Linked DNA regions of Zea mays: regions 2 and 3 are each linked to region 1. The links are chromatin contacts, called in public Hi-C maps. All regions are on one chromosome and are shown on one strand. Each heading gives the region's core, a stretch centred on a gene start, on an enhancer-like site or on the middle of the called end of the contact. The rest is flanking DNA. Distances are from core to core; before and after follow the strand shown. Region 1 has its middle 130 kb from the start of LOC103637689. Region 2 holds the start of LOC103637691 (NAC domain-containing protein 86). Region 3 holds the start of LOC103637689 (serine/threonine-protein kinase BSK2).

Region 1 (3,751 bases), core at 794-3,293:
CTGTAAGCTTCCTCCCTTCTCTGTCGAAAGTCGTTGTCGGCGCGGATGTATTCATCCATCTTCTGAAGCAACTTCTCCAGAGTCTGAGGGGGTTTCCTGGCAAAGTACTGGGCCGAAGGTCCCGGCCGAAGCCCCTTGATCATGGCCTCAATGACAATTTCATTGGTCACAGTTGGCGCTTGTGCCCTCAGGCGTAAGAATCTTCGGACATACGCCTGAAGATATTCCTCATGATCTTGGGTGCACTGGAATAAGGCTTGAGCAGTGACCGGCTTCATTTGAAATCCTTGAAAACTGGTTATCAGCATATCCTTCAGCTTCTGCCATGATATGATTGTTCCTGGCCGAAGGGAGGAGTACCAGGTTTGTGCAACACTCTTGACTGCCATGACGAAAGATTTCGCCATGACTGCAGTATTGCCACCATATGAAGATATTGTTGCTTCGTAACTCATCAGAAACTGCTTCGGATCTGAGTGACCGTCGTACATGGGGAGTTGGGGTGGCTTGTAGGACGGAGGCCAAGGTGTAGCCTGCAGTTCTGCTGACAGAGGAGAAGCATCATCAAAAGCAAAATTTCCATGATGGAAATTCTCATTCCAGTCATCTTCGTTGAAGAAGCCCTCCTGATGAAGCTCTCTGTGCTGAGGCCTTCGGTTCTGCTCATCTTGAGTAAGATGACGAACTTCTTCAGAGGCTTCGTCTATCTGCCTTTGCAGGTCAGCTAGCCTAGCCATCTTTTCCTTCTTCCTCTGCACCTGTTGATGAAGCATCTCCATATCTCTGATCTCTTGATCCAATTCATCCTCCTGAGGCGTTGGGCTGGTGGCCTTCCTCTTCTGGCTTTGGGCCTCCCGAAGAGAGAGAGTCTCCTAGTTGGGATCCAGTGGTTGCAGAGCTACAGCCCCTGTTGCTGAAGCTTTCTTCGGCGGCATGACGAAGGTCTATGCTTGCCGAAGGTGTTCAAAACTCAAAAAGTGGAAGTGAGTTCACCGGAGGTGGGCGCCAATGTTGGGGACTTGTTCTCAAATGCTAAGAGTTAAGAACAAGGCAACATAAAAAGTGTTAAATATTAAAGTCTTTCGTCATTCAAGACATTATGTCCCTTCGGATATAATTAATTCCGGACGAAGGTTGTGAAAGAAAAAATCTTCGTAAGCACAATAAATGATAAGGAAGAATTCATATATGAAATACGAAAAATAATGTAGACATTATCATTAACTTATTTTCATTTGCATTACCATATCCAGAATAACAAATTATAAATGTACCTTCGGTTTGAGCTATCCAGAATAACAAATTATAGCTCCAGCTCCATGATTTTCTGGAGCATCTAATGATCTACTTCACTAACCTCACCAAATTTTCTGGAGCTAGAGCTATCCTAAGGTAGTGTTTGGTTGAGGAGCTAAGTAGAACGAAGCCGTTCTATCCTTGATTCTAGGAACAGAGCCGCTCTGTTCTGTGTTTGGTAATCTGGAACGGAGCGGCTCTGTTTTTTGTTTGGTTGCAGAGTGAACGGAACAGAGCGTGACTGTGAGAGCGGGATGGGAACGGAGCGGCTCCGTCCGGTTGTTTTTTTGGAGCGGAATGGTTCCGGATCTAAGGAGAATATTCCCTAATTGGAGCCATTCCGTTCTATTTACTTTGTAACCAAACAGCGACAAAACTAGAACAGAATGGCTCCGTTCTACTTGGCTCTTCAACCAAATACTACCTAAACAAGGCCTTAAACTCTCCTAAACATGCCCTTAACATAGAATGGAGCCGCTCTATCTTTATAATCTAGAATATAGTTGTTGTGTAAGTAGGCTTTGTAACCAAACACTACCTCTATACAGGCGGGACGAAAGTTAGAAAACGCTTTGGTTTAGTGGTGATGGGCCCACATACATGACGATGTCGACGTGAACAGGTGGATGCGCCACTGCTTGTCGCAACTTGCCTGCACATTCTTCTATCCAGCTGACGCGCCTTCATTCTCTGATCGCCACTTCGCCTCCTGTCACTGCCAGCGGGTCGTTCTACAACTCGTGCGAAACATGTACACCCTCTTGGAGTGGAGCACTACTTCCAGTTCCATGCACACTACTTACAACAACTGTATAACCGTTCAGCAAAAAGTGAGTATCGCCGTATCAGAGGCTGGCCCAAAGCATCGAAAATGATCAGAGCACGACAGGGACAGCGTCAGGGAGAATGTTGCTGGTTTACTTTTGGTTTGTAACCACACGATGTCACACGGCACGGCGCCGGGTGGGGTGACTAGATCGCTGGTAATATTGCTAATGAGGACGACATGCATGCATGTCGTGGACCGCCTGACACTGCAATGTAAACATTCTGCAGCTGGAAAGCGGACGTACGACGGCACAGCTTCGTCGGACGATGCCTACCTCAACGGCTGAACGAGGAACGGCGATCCGTTCTGCGACACATCGCCATCGGCCGGCGCGCGCGACGACTTTATTAGCTTCCGGATTACCCAATCTCTTGCCGACCATGTCCCACAAATCTAAAATCCTGCATATCGAACGTCTTACTTTTAAATTTCTTAAAGCTATTTCTTAAAATAATATCAGAGTAATTTTACTTCTCAAAAATAAACTGTCTAACCTCACCAATCTCTCTAATGCGACCAAACAGCAAAAACGGTGTCACTGTCATCTCGTCTCGCGTGACGGCTGCCAGCGTCGTAGGTCAGCGCCAAGCACTCATCTGCTGTGCTGGAAATATGGTCGGTTTTTTTTTCGGCTAGTACACGGCTCAAAAACAAGAGCTCAAGGTGGCCAAGCACAAGATGGTATAGGCCGAGCTAGCACGATCCGAAAATGGGTATAGGCTTAGCCTTAAATTCTAGCCTATCGGCCTTTTATCACGGTCCACACGCATGGGTCGGGCTTGGGTCGACCCATCTGGTACAGTTCGATAAAGACACGACGTGCTTTAGGACCAAACTGGATCACTGTTTCTACTCTTCTTACGCCATACGATCCAAAAGTTGTGTTATTCTGGCTTGCATATGGCTGCCATGCCATCAACTCGGGCGCCATGATCATTACGCGCCAACCTGCCTACGTCAACATGAAAAAATAGGAAATCAGGCCCGTAGATGCCCTCTTCTCTCCCTTCCTATGAACTTCCTCACCCGCTCGTGTCGTGTCGCTCACCCATGCTTCGCTAGTCGCCATCGGGCAGATCTTAGGCACTGCCTCCTTCCTCACTCCAAATTCTAACCGGGCACTGCTACTCGTCACGACCTCTGCCATTAACGATGTCTCCACCTTCTTGGGTGGTCAGAGGTGACCCTATGCTTCCCACTTTGTTGGCAAGATACTTTCTCTCTCTAATTGTTATTTTCAATGTTCATTTTCAAGTAAATACTTGGTTGGTGAGTTGACTTGTAGGAATAATTAGCCAATTTACATTATCGAAATCCGGCTTTTTGCGAGTGCCGAGTAGTCCTTTTTCTCGGCTACTCGGCAAAGAAATCTTTGTCAAGAGCCGCACTTGGCAAAATCCTACTCTCGGTAACGACCACGTTTACTGAGAGCAGGACTCTCGTCACAAAAAGACACTCGGCAAAGACCATTTTGTTGAGTGTCGAACACTCGGCGAACAGAGACGCTCGGCAAAGGGCTATCAACCACCGTCTATATCTGACGGCCATTAGCTTTGCCGAGCGCCGACCTTTGGCACTCGGCAAAGAAGGCTTCTTTGCCGAGTGTCTCCAGACTGACACTCAACA
Region 2 (3,751 bases), core at 336-2,835, 170 kb after region 1:
TTTAAGTTGATTGATTTGTCCCTTTAACTTCCAATATAATACTAAATTATTAGTACACCATTTTATTAAAGTAGACTATTAGGATTGGCTATTATTAACTATTAATTTGGGTTAAGTCCACATTAATCCAACATCCCTAATAAATAGATTTAGATTGCTTAAAAATGATGGTTGCCTAGTTGGTTGCAGCGTTGGTGCAGGCATTGAAATGCCAGCTCGCGTGAATCTCATGGTTCCTCTTTTTGCCTTTTTCTGGTAATTAATGTATGTATGCATGTACGTACTGTGCATGGAAAAACGAACTGTCTGAGGGATATACTAGTCCAAAATGAGCTCTAAATGCTTCAACATCAAGTTTTTTGCATTCAAAGTAAAAAACCCTTAAACATCAAGTATTTGAAGATTGGAGGGAGTAGTTAGTAAGATACGGTGCGACCAGATTTTTTTGTTGTATTTTAGTTATTTTTCCGAACAATTTTCACGTTTAGACCTATAGAGTACTTAATGTTGTTTTATGATTTTTTTTAGCGTCATAGATCATAGCGCCGAGATAACACTTATCGGCGTCATGACCTATAGCACCGGTCACCGCAGGCACAGGTGGGCTGGCGTGGCAGCAGACGTAACTCTTTTTGTTGAAAAAAAAGCTAAAATAAAAAGGAAATAAGTTAAAATACAAAAACGTGCCATGACCCGTCTGGAATAAGTTAAGTCGATCAGCCACCTGTCTGAACATGAGCTGTAAAAACCAAGAGAAAACAGGCGAGAGTAATAAGAATTAAAAAAAACTGGGCGGTGAAGAAAACTCATCCCATCCTCGGGCTCATCTCCAAATCCAGCAACGACGGGCTAAGCACGGATCTACTACTAGCTAGCATCTACCTCATGGATGATATGGACAAACCAAAAAAGTTTATATGAACAGACAAATTCGCGCTTTTGGGCCAGGCGGCACAACAATCCGGAGAGCGCGCGCGCGCGCGCAGCAAAAGCGGAGAAGGGCCCCCGATCTGAAGCCGATCCCGGAACGGTATAAACGGCCGCCTCTACTAGATTAGTAGGATCAGACACAGTACGTAGATGGAAACTACGTGCAGGTGCAGGTGCAGGACAGACAACACGCATGCTTTGCTTTGCTTTGCTTTGTGTGGGCTCCTCCAGCCCTCCTTAGCTAGCTGTCGATTCGCAAGCACGACTACCTGAACGAAACACGGACGACCATGTGGCTAGCATGTACCTGTACCCACTGACGAATGGACTGAGCTGAGCGCACGCACGCACCGTACCACACGAGAGGGGCTTGACACGCGTTGCGCGCTCTTTTGGTTAGCAGCCAGTCATCGCAAGGCGGCCAGCGGTTTTGGCGAGCTGCGTGTGTGTGTGTCCAGTGACAAGGTTTCACGCGGCGGCTGGGTGGTGGTGGACTGGTGGTGGTGGCGCGAGAGGTAGGCTTTGGAATTGCTTCGCGCGGACGACCGCCGACCTCGCCCTCGCTTTCCCTAGTTCCCAGTTTAGACTAGTAGTTTGTAGTTTCCGTGTCCGTTTCCCCTGTCCGCGTCCGTGTCTATATAAACGGCATCGCCCCGCGGCTTCTCACACCCTCTCCTCCTCCTCCCTCCTGCCGCTGCTCTCTCTCTCTCCGTTCCTGATCGGCAAGGCAACTTATTGAAGCAGCCTCTCTCCCTCGACGGCTGGACCTCAACAATTGTTTGTTCTTGAGGCCCGCCAGACCTTAATAATCTTGCTGGCTGGCTGGCTGGTAACTTACTAATCTAGCTAGCTATAGGCGGCTCTGACCCTCTGATAATGGTCTTGGACTCCATCGGCTTCTTCTTCGTCGTCGTCATAGTCATCCCCCGCGCGCTGCTTAGGAAGAGCTTCTATTTCTGGATCTTCCACGTCTTCAACAGATATCCCCTCCTCAACCTCCTCCTCTTCCATTGCCAGCCGCGCACTGATCTATCTACTAACCGCCGCTCTAGCTAGCACACAGCCTACACATACGCATCTGCTGCCTGAAATATTTGCTTGGCAGAGTTGACATTTACATTCGATCTCTCGGTTACTAGTGTAGTAGTAGTGTTGGATCGGCAGCATTTATTTGCTTCCCCCTGCCGCTGCCGGCCATGGGCACCATGACCCTGCCGCCCGGGTTCCGCTTCCACCCCACCGACGACGAGCTGGTGAGCTACTACCTCAAGAGGAAGGTGGACAACCTCAAGATCGAGCTCGAGGTCATCCCCGTCGTCGACCTCTACAAGTCCGAGCCATGGGAACTACCAGGTGTGTGTGTACTTGCTACTAGCTGTATACCCTATATATCCTGTCGTTCTTCTCTCCCGGCCCGGGCATCTCGCTCTCTCCCCTTTTTCTCCCTAGCTAGCTAGGCTAGGCCGGTCGCAGATAACAGCATATATAGGCTTTTCAACAACAACAACAAAAAAGAAACATGGTGCTCAGAACAGAGAATCACTGTATTATTTCCGTACGTAACTGGTTAATTAATTGTTGCAGACAAGTCGTTCCTGCCGAAGCGCGACCTGGAGTGGTTCTTCTTCTGCCCCCGCGATCGCAAGTACCCCAACGGGTCGCGCACCAACCGCGCCACGGCGACGGGCTACTGGAAGGCGACGGGCAAGGACCGGCGCGTGGCGTGCGACGGCGGCGTCTACGGCCTCCGCAAGACGCTCGTCTTCTACCGCGGCCGCGCGCCAGGCGGCGAGCGCACCGACTGGGTCATGCACGAGTACCGCCTCTGCCAGGACCTCGTCCACGGCGCGTGCAACTTCATCGTACGCGCTGCGTCCCCTTCAACTCGTCCCATCATTCTATTCTCTTCTCTTCTGCTCATCGCTCAGCTAATTAGCTAAACTGACCGCCGGCTGCTCACGTACGTACGTGTGTGCAGGGCGCCTACGCGCTGTGCCGCGTGATCAAGCGGCACGAGGCCGGGCTGCTGCTGCCGCCGCCTGCGAGCAGGGCCAAAGCGGCCGGCAGCGCGAGAGGGCACATGATGAGCGAGGTCTCCAGCGGCGAGCAGCTAAGCGCGTCGTCGTCGCCGTCGCCGTTCACGCCCGCCAACTCCAGCCCCACTCGTCCCACGCTGGACGCGGCGGGAGCTGTAACGTGCGCCATGGCTCCTGAACCCGGCAACGCGTTCCAGCTGGCGCACGACGCGAGCGCGGCCCTTCCCTCCCTCGCGCTGCCTCCGCCGCCCCTGCTCCTGCCGTCTCCCCACGAGGACGACACGTTTTTCGTCAGCGAAGGCCTCCCCGCCGCGGCGGCGGACTGGTTCGGCGGAGACATGGGCGGCGTCTCGGAGTCGGAGCAGGAGCTGAAATGGGACGCCTTGTTCCCCTGCACAGGCACGTTCCCGAGCGTAGGTAGGTACACTCCTGACTCCTCCCTCCTATGCAGGCATCCATGATCCATCCATGTGAGTGACGGCGGCCTGCTGTCTGAACGTGTGCAGGTGTCGACACGTGGAACGCGGCGGCCGCGAGCCCGACGACCATGCTGTGCCGGCAGGCGAGCGACGGCATCGACGACCTGGCCGCCTTCTTCTTCTCGGAGGACAACAGGATCGTCTTCTGAATCCTTTTAATAACAGAACAGAGCACAGCACAGCACATATTGGGAACTATTGCTACAGAGGGTGATGGCGTCTTTTTTATTACAGTCTTCTCTGTAGCACTCGGTCGGTGTGCTGTGTACGGCCGTGTCACTTTCTAATACTACTTAGTACTACTAC
Region 3 (3,751 bases), core at 916-3,415, 130 kb before region 1:
TAAATATGACCATCTCGATCCCCAGTTATTTTCAAGCTCTGTTATAAGACATACATTGAGTCATCTGACACGGTAGCACGAGACGACACAATAGCTTAACATGCAGGGCCGACCCTCAAGGGGTGCGGAGTGTGCAGCCGCACCGGGCCCCTCAAAACAGAGGGCCCCTCTGGCCACTGGATGTTAGCACTTTTTCCTGGCTAAACATATCTACCCTAGACATAAATACGTAAGAGCGATGCGCTATCGATCAGTTTCGTTTAGATTGTTAAACTAATGTCTCAATTACTTATCTAATATTCACTTCGTTCTAAAATAGTATTTGTTTTAACTCTTGATTTTTATGTCTATATGCAACTAGATGAGGAATTCACTAGAGAAGCAAAATAAATTCTATTTTGATACAGAAAGGGATATTATTTACTATACACATGATGGTTGCATCGACAGAGAGAAGATTTTTAAAATTGAAATATTTTGAACTATTTAAGGTCAACAATGACTTAAGAGTGGTTAAATGGTTTGGCGATTATATGTATCTAAAAGAAGTTGTTGGATGGATTGATTTTAATGGTATAAGCGATGATTGGTATCACAAAATGTTAGAAGATATTTTTAATGACATCGAATAACAAGTATGTGTTTTTGGCTATATTTTATATTTATCATCTTATAAACTTGAAAATAGTGCATAATAATTTGTATACGTTAAATATTATATATATTGTATGTGGATGAGGCCTCTAATTCGGATTTCGTCTAAAAAGTCAGAAACGACCATGTTAACATGATTTGTTTAAAATAAGTTAAACTCAGATTTTAGTTTATGGACAAACACGACACGACCCGACCTGCTATATATTTATGTCGTGGCTCGACCTATTAAATTGGTACGGTGTATGAGTGGCTCGGCACGCCAAGTGCCCAAGTCGCCAACGGTGGGGCTGCGCGCCTGCGGAACAGAGAACAGCGCGGCGCTGCAGGAAGCCCACGTGTCGAGCCTGCGACAGCGACGTTGCGAGGTTGTGGTCCCTCGCATGGCATCGATGGCTGAGTCGTCAGTCACTCGTGGCTGGCTGGCGAACCCGGACGCAGGTAGTCATGGAGGCGATCACCATTCTAGCTTGATGCTGCTGCGCGCCTGCGCCCCTGCTACTGCCGGCTCGCTCGTGCGCTCCTTGTTGCAGGCCTTGCTTGTTTTGCTTGCTGCCAATACGTACTACTCCCCAGTAAAAAGAAGACAGCAGGCCCAGTCAGGATCGGGACTTGGGCAAGGCGTCAGGCTCTCCAGTCTCCACACCTCCACTTTTACGTTGGAATCAAATCTTTGGTTCAGTAATTGTAACATGATAGGTAAGAAAATATTAAATCATGTCTGAAACTTTAACTGTAATTATATACTACATTAAGGGGGTGTTTGGTTACACCCCGCTAAAATTTAGCCCTTGTCCCATCGAATGTTTGAACCTCCGTTCCGGGTATTAAATGTAGTCAGATTATAAAACTAATTTGTCAGCCGAAGATTAAAAGACGAGACGAATCTAGTCCAGTTGGTTGGTTCTATATTTCATACTCCTATTTAAAAGTCAAATGTTTGATGTGACCCGGGCTAAACTTTAGCAGGAGCAACCAAACACCCCTTAAAAATAAATATTAACCTATTCAAATTTATTATCGTTGTGAATCATTACCGTTGTAGTTTACGTTACCGTCCATGAACTAAACAACAACTTTTGAGTTTTGGTGGTGGCTTGAAGCAAGTGGTGGAGAAGATAAATTTTTAGTTGTCGTAGTACAAGAGTATTTTAAAAAAGCTGAATATATTTGTAGGACTGAAGTAAATACGAACAGGAATATATACAGCTTGTCAACCTTACTTTGACTGTTAAATTCGTACCAAACTCGTTGCATCTCAGAACAGGAGCCCAAGCTGCATGCCTGCATGGAATTGCCATGCGTCCCTTGGTCTCCTTTTTCCATTCTGTTCTGAAACACAAACACTACATACCCTCTCTGATTTTTCTTGGGAACTGTTTGGTTTCAATTCTAGGAAAAGACCACCTTAAATTATACGAAAAATATTTTTTTAGAAAAAAGTATTAGTACTAGCACGAGATTTTAGGGGTTTCGTATTTTATTTTTTTTAAAACAAAGAGAAAAAGACTGGAGGTGGGGATGCTCGGTGTTGACTGTTGCGGGCGCACCTACCGGATCCCCCACCCACCCGGCCACCCCTGCGTGCTGCCGCGCTTCTCTCGGAGCCTTGCCTCCTGCCTCGCACCTTCACGAGCTCACTCCTGCTGCTCCATTCCACAATCCACACTCCCCCGCGCTGGACTGGAGTCGAGTTGAGCGCACGCTCTCGCACTCCCATATTCCCACCGACCATATCGCTCTTGCTTCGCTAAGCATCCTAGATCTCCATTCGCGCCCATGGGGTGCTTCCAGTCCAAGGTGGCGGGGCCCCTGCCGCCCAACGACGCCGCCGCGCTCCCCGCCGACAAGCCTGCAGATCCCGGTAACCGTCACGCCCCCTCCCCCGCTGCCGCTTAAACCCTAACGCCCGGCCACCGAATCCATCTAACCGGCACGCGCTCGCGTCTGCTTTGCTGTGTCCAATCGAATGGCAGAGGCGGCGAACGGCGCCGCCGACGGGGGAGGCGACGGCGACGACAAGGAGGCCGTGAAGCGCGCGGTGCCGGTGTTCAGGGAGTTCGCGCTGGCCGAGCTGCGCGCCGCCACCAAGGGCTTCAGCGCCGACCTCATCGTCTCGGAGAGCGGCGAGAAGGCGCCCAACGCCGTCTACCGCGGCCGCCTCGATGGCGGACGGCTCATCGCCGTCAAACGCTTCTCGCGCCTCTCTTGGCCTGACCCGCAGCAGTTCCTCGTATGGATTTGTGTTGCTTCAATGCTCGCTACGTGTGATTTCCTCCCGGCACGGATCTCGCAATGTGATGCAGTGCTGCTGCTGCTGCTGCAGGCGGATGCGGTGGGCGTGGGGAAGGTGCGGCACAAGCGCCTCGTCAACCTCATTGGCTGCTGCGCCGAGGGTGACGAGAGGCTGCTCGTCGCTGAGTACATGCCCAACGACACCCTGTCGAAGCATCTCTTCCACTGTACGTGCTCGGTGCTCTCCGGGTCTCCCCCAGTCCTTCCCTATCCACCTGCCAGGACTACTCCAGCCTTTTTCTGTCGTCTATGGTGACGTACTCGATGATGATCCTCGTGGGCGGATCACACCAACCGTGAATCTCAATCTCCTCTGCATTAACACAATGACTTAATGCACTTTGTGTCCTTCACCATTGCTGCATTTGACCTATGCAGATCATGCAAAAGTCTGGTTCGCCCGGACTAGGTGCGTGCGTCCTGTCCACCTTGTCTCCCTTCATTGACTCTGTTGTGCACTGCCTTTTTGTTCAGGGGATAAACAGCCTTTACCATGGGAAATGAGGCTGAGGGTTGCATATTTTATTGCACAAGCTCTCGACCATTGCAATTTGGAGAACAGGAAAATCTATCATGATTTGAATGCTTATAGAGTACTTTTTGATGAGGTACACAACAAGTTTGTTGACAGCTTCTAGTTTTTACTGCACATATATATATTTTTTAAAATTCTGGCTCTTTCATTGTAACTACATTTTCTTCATCTGTGAAAACCATTTTTTAATCTTTAAAGTTTACTTTGGAAAATTTTACTGTCATCTGTAGTTGCCTATGTGGTTTTTTACCTGTTGTAATTGATTAT

Evidence for each region. Hi-C and Micro-C count contacts between places; a contact is called where the count stands out from the background.
Region 2: a Hi-C map of bundle sheath shows a contact between it and region 1, with 3 times the contacts expected there. The contact joins the promoter of LOC103637691 here to the enhancer-like site in region 1. A contact is called at or near these places in 5 of 25 Hi-C or Micro-C datasets (bundle sheath, endosperm, leaf and 1 more) and 1 of 3 datasets of contacts at active chromatin or transcription factors (leaf).
Region 3: a Hi-C map of leaf shows a contact between it and region 1, with 2.6 times the contacts expected there. The contact joins the promoter of LOC103637689 here to the enhancer-like site in region 1. A contact is called at or near these places in 11 of 25 Hi-C or Micro-C datasets (bundle sheath, ear, endosperm and 3 more).

Annotation. Positions count from the first base shown.
Region 1 is chr1:99,329,193-99,332,943 of Zm-B73-REFERENCE-NAM-5.0, forward strand. No RefSeq gene overlaps it. Among protein-coding and RNA genes, the nearest start is that of LOC103637689, 130 kb to the left of the region's middle. Within about 2 kb of position 2,044, at least 8 of the 20 cell types and tissues checked have an H3K27ac peak or open chromatin away from gene starts, as enhancers often do. A contact at or near this core is called in bundle sheath, endosperm, leaf and 1 more, where this site is marked.
Region 2 is chr1:99,498,458-99,502,208 of Zm-B73-REFERENCE-NAM-5.0, forward strand. LOC103637691 (NAC domain-containing protein 86) reads left to right here and starts at 1,586. Exons shown (of 5, transcript XM_008660334.4): 1 at 1,586-2,283; 2 at 2,515-2,792; 3 at 2,909-3,287; 4 at 3,290-3,383; 5 at 3,473-3,751. The coding sequence starts at 2,127. The coding sequence ends at 3,659.
Region 3 is chr1:99,197,486-99,201,236 of Zm-B73-REFERENCE-NAM-5.0, forward strand. LOC103637689 (serine/threonine-protein kinase BSK2) reads left to right here and starts at 2,166. Exons shown (of 10, transcript XM_008660327.3): 1 at 2,166-2,518; 2 at 2,631-2,887; 3 at 2,981-3,116; 4 at 3,424-3,557. The coding sequence starts at 2,434.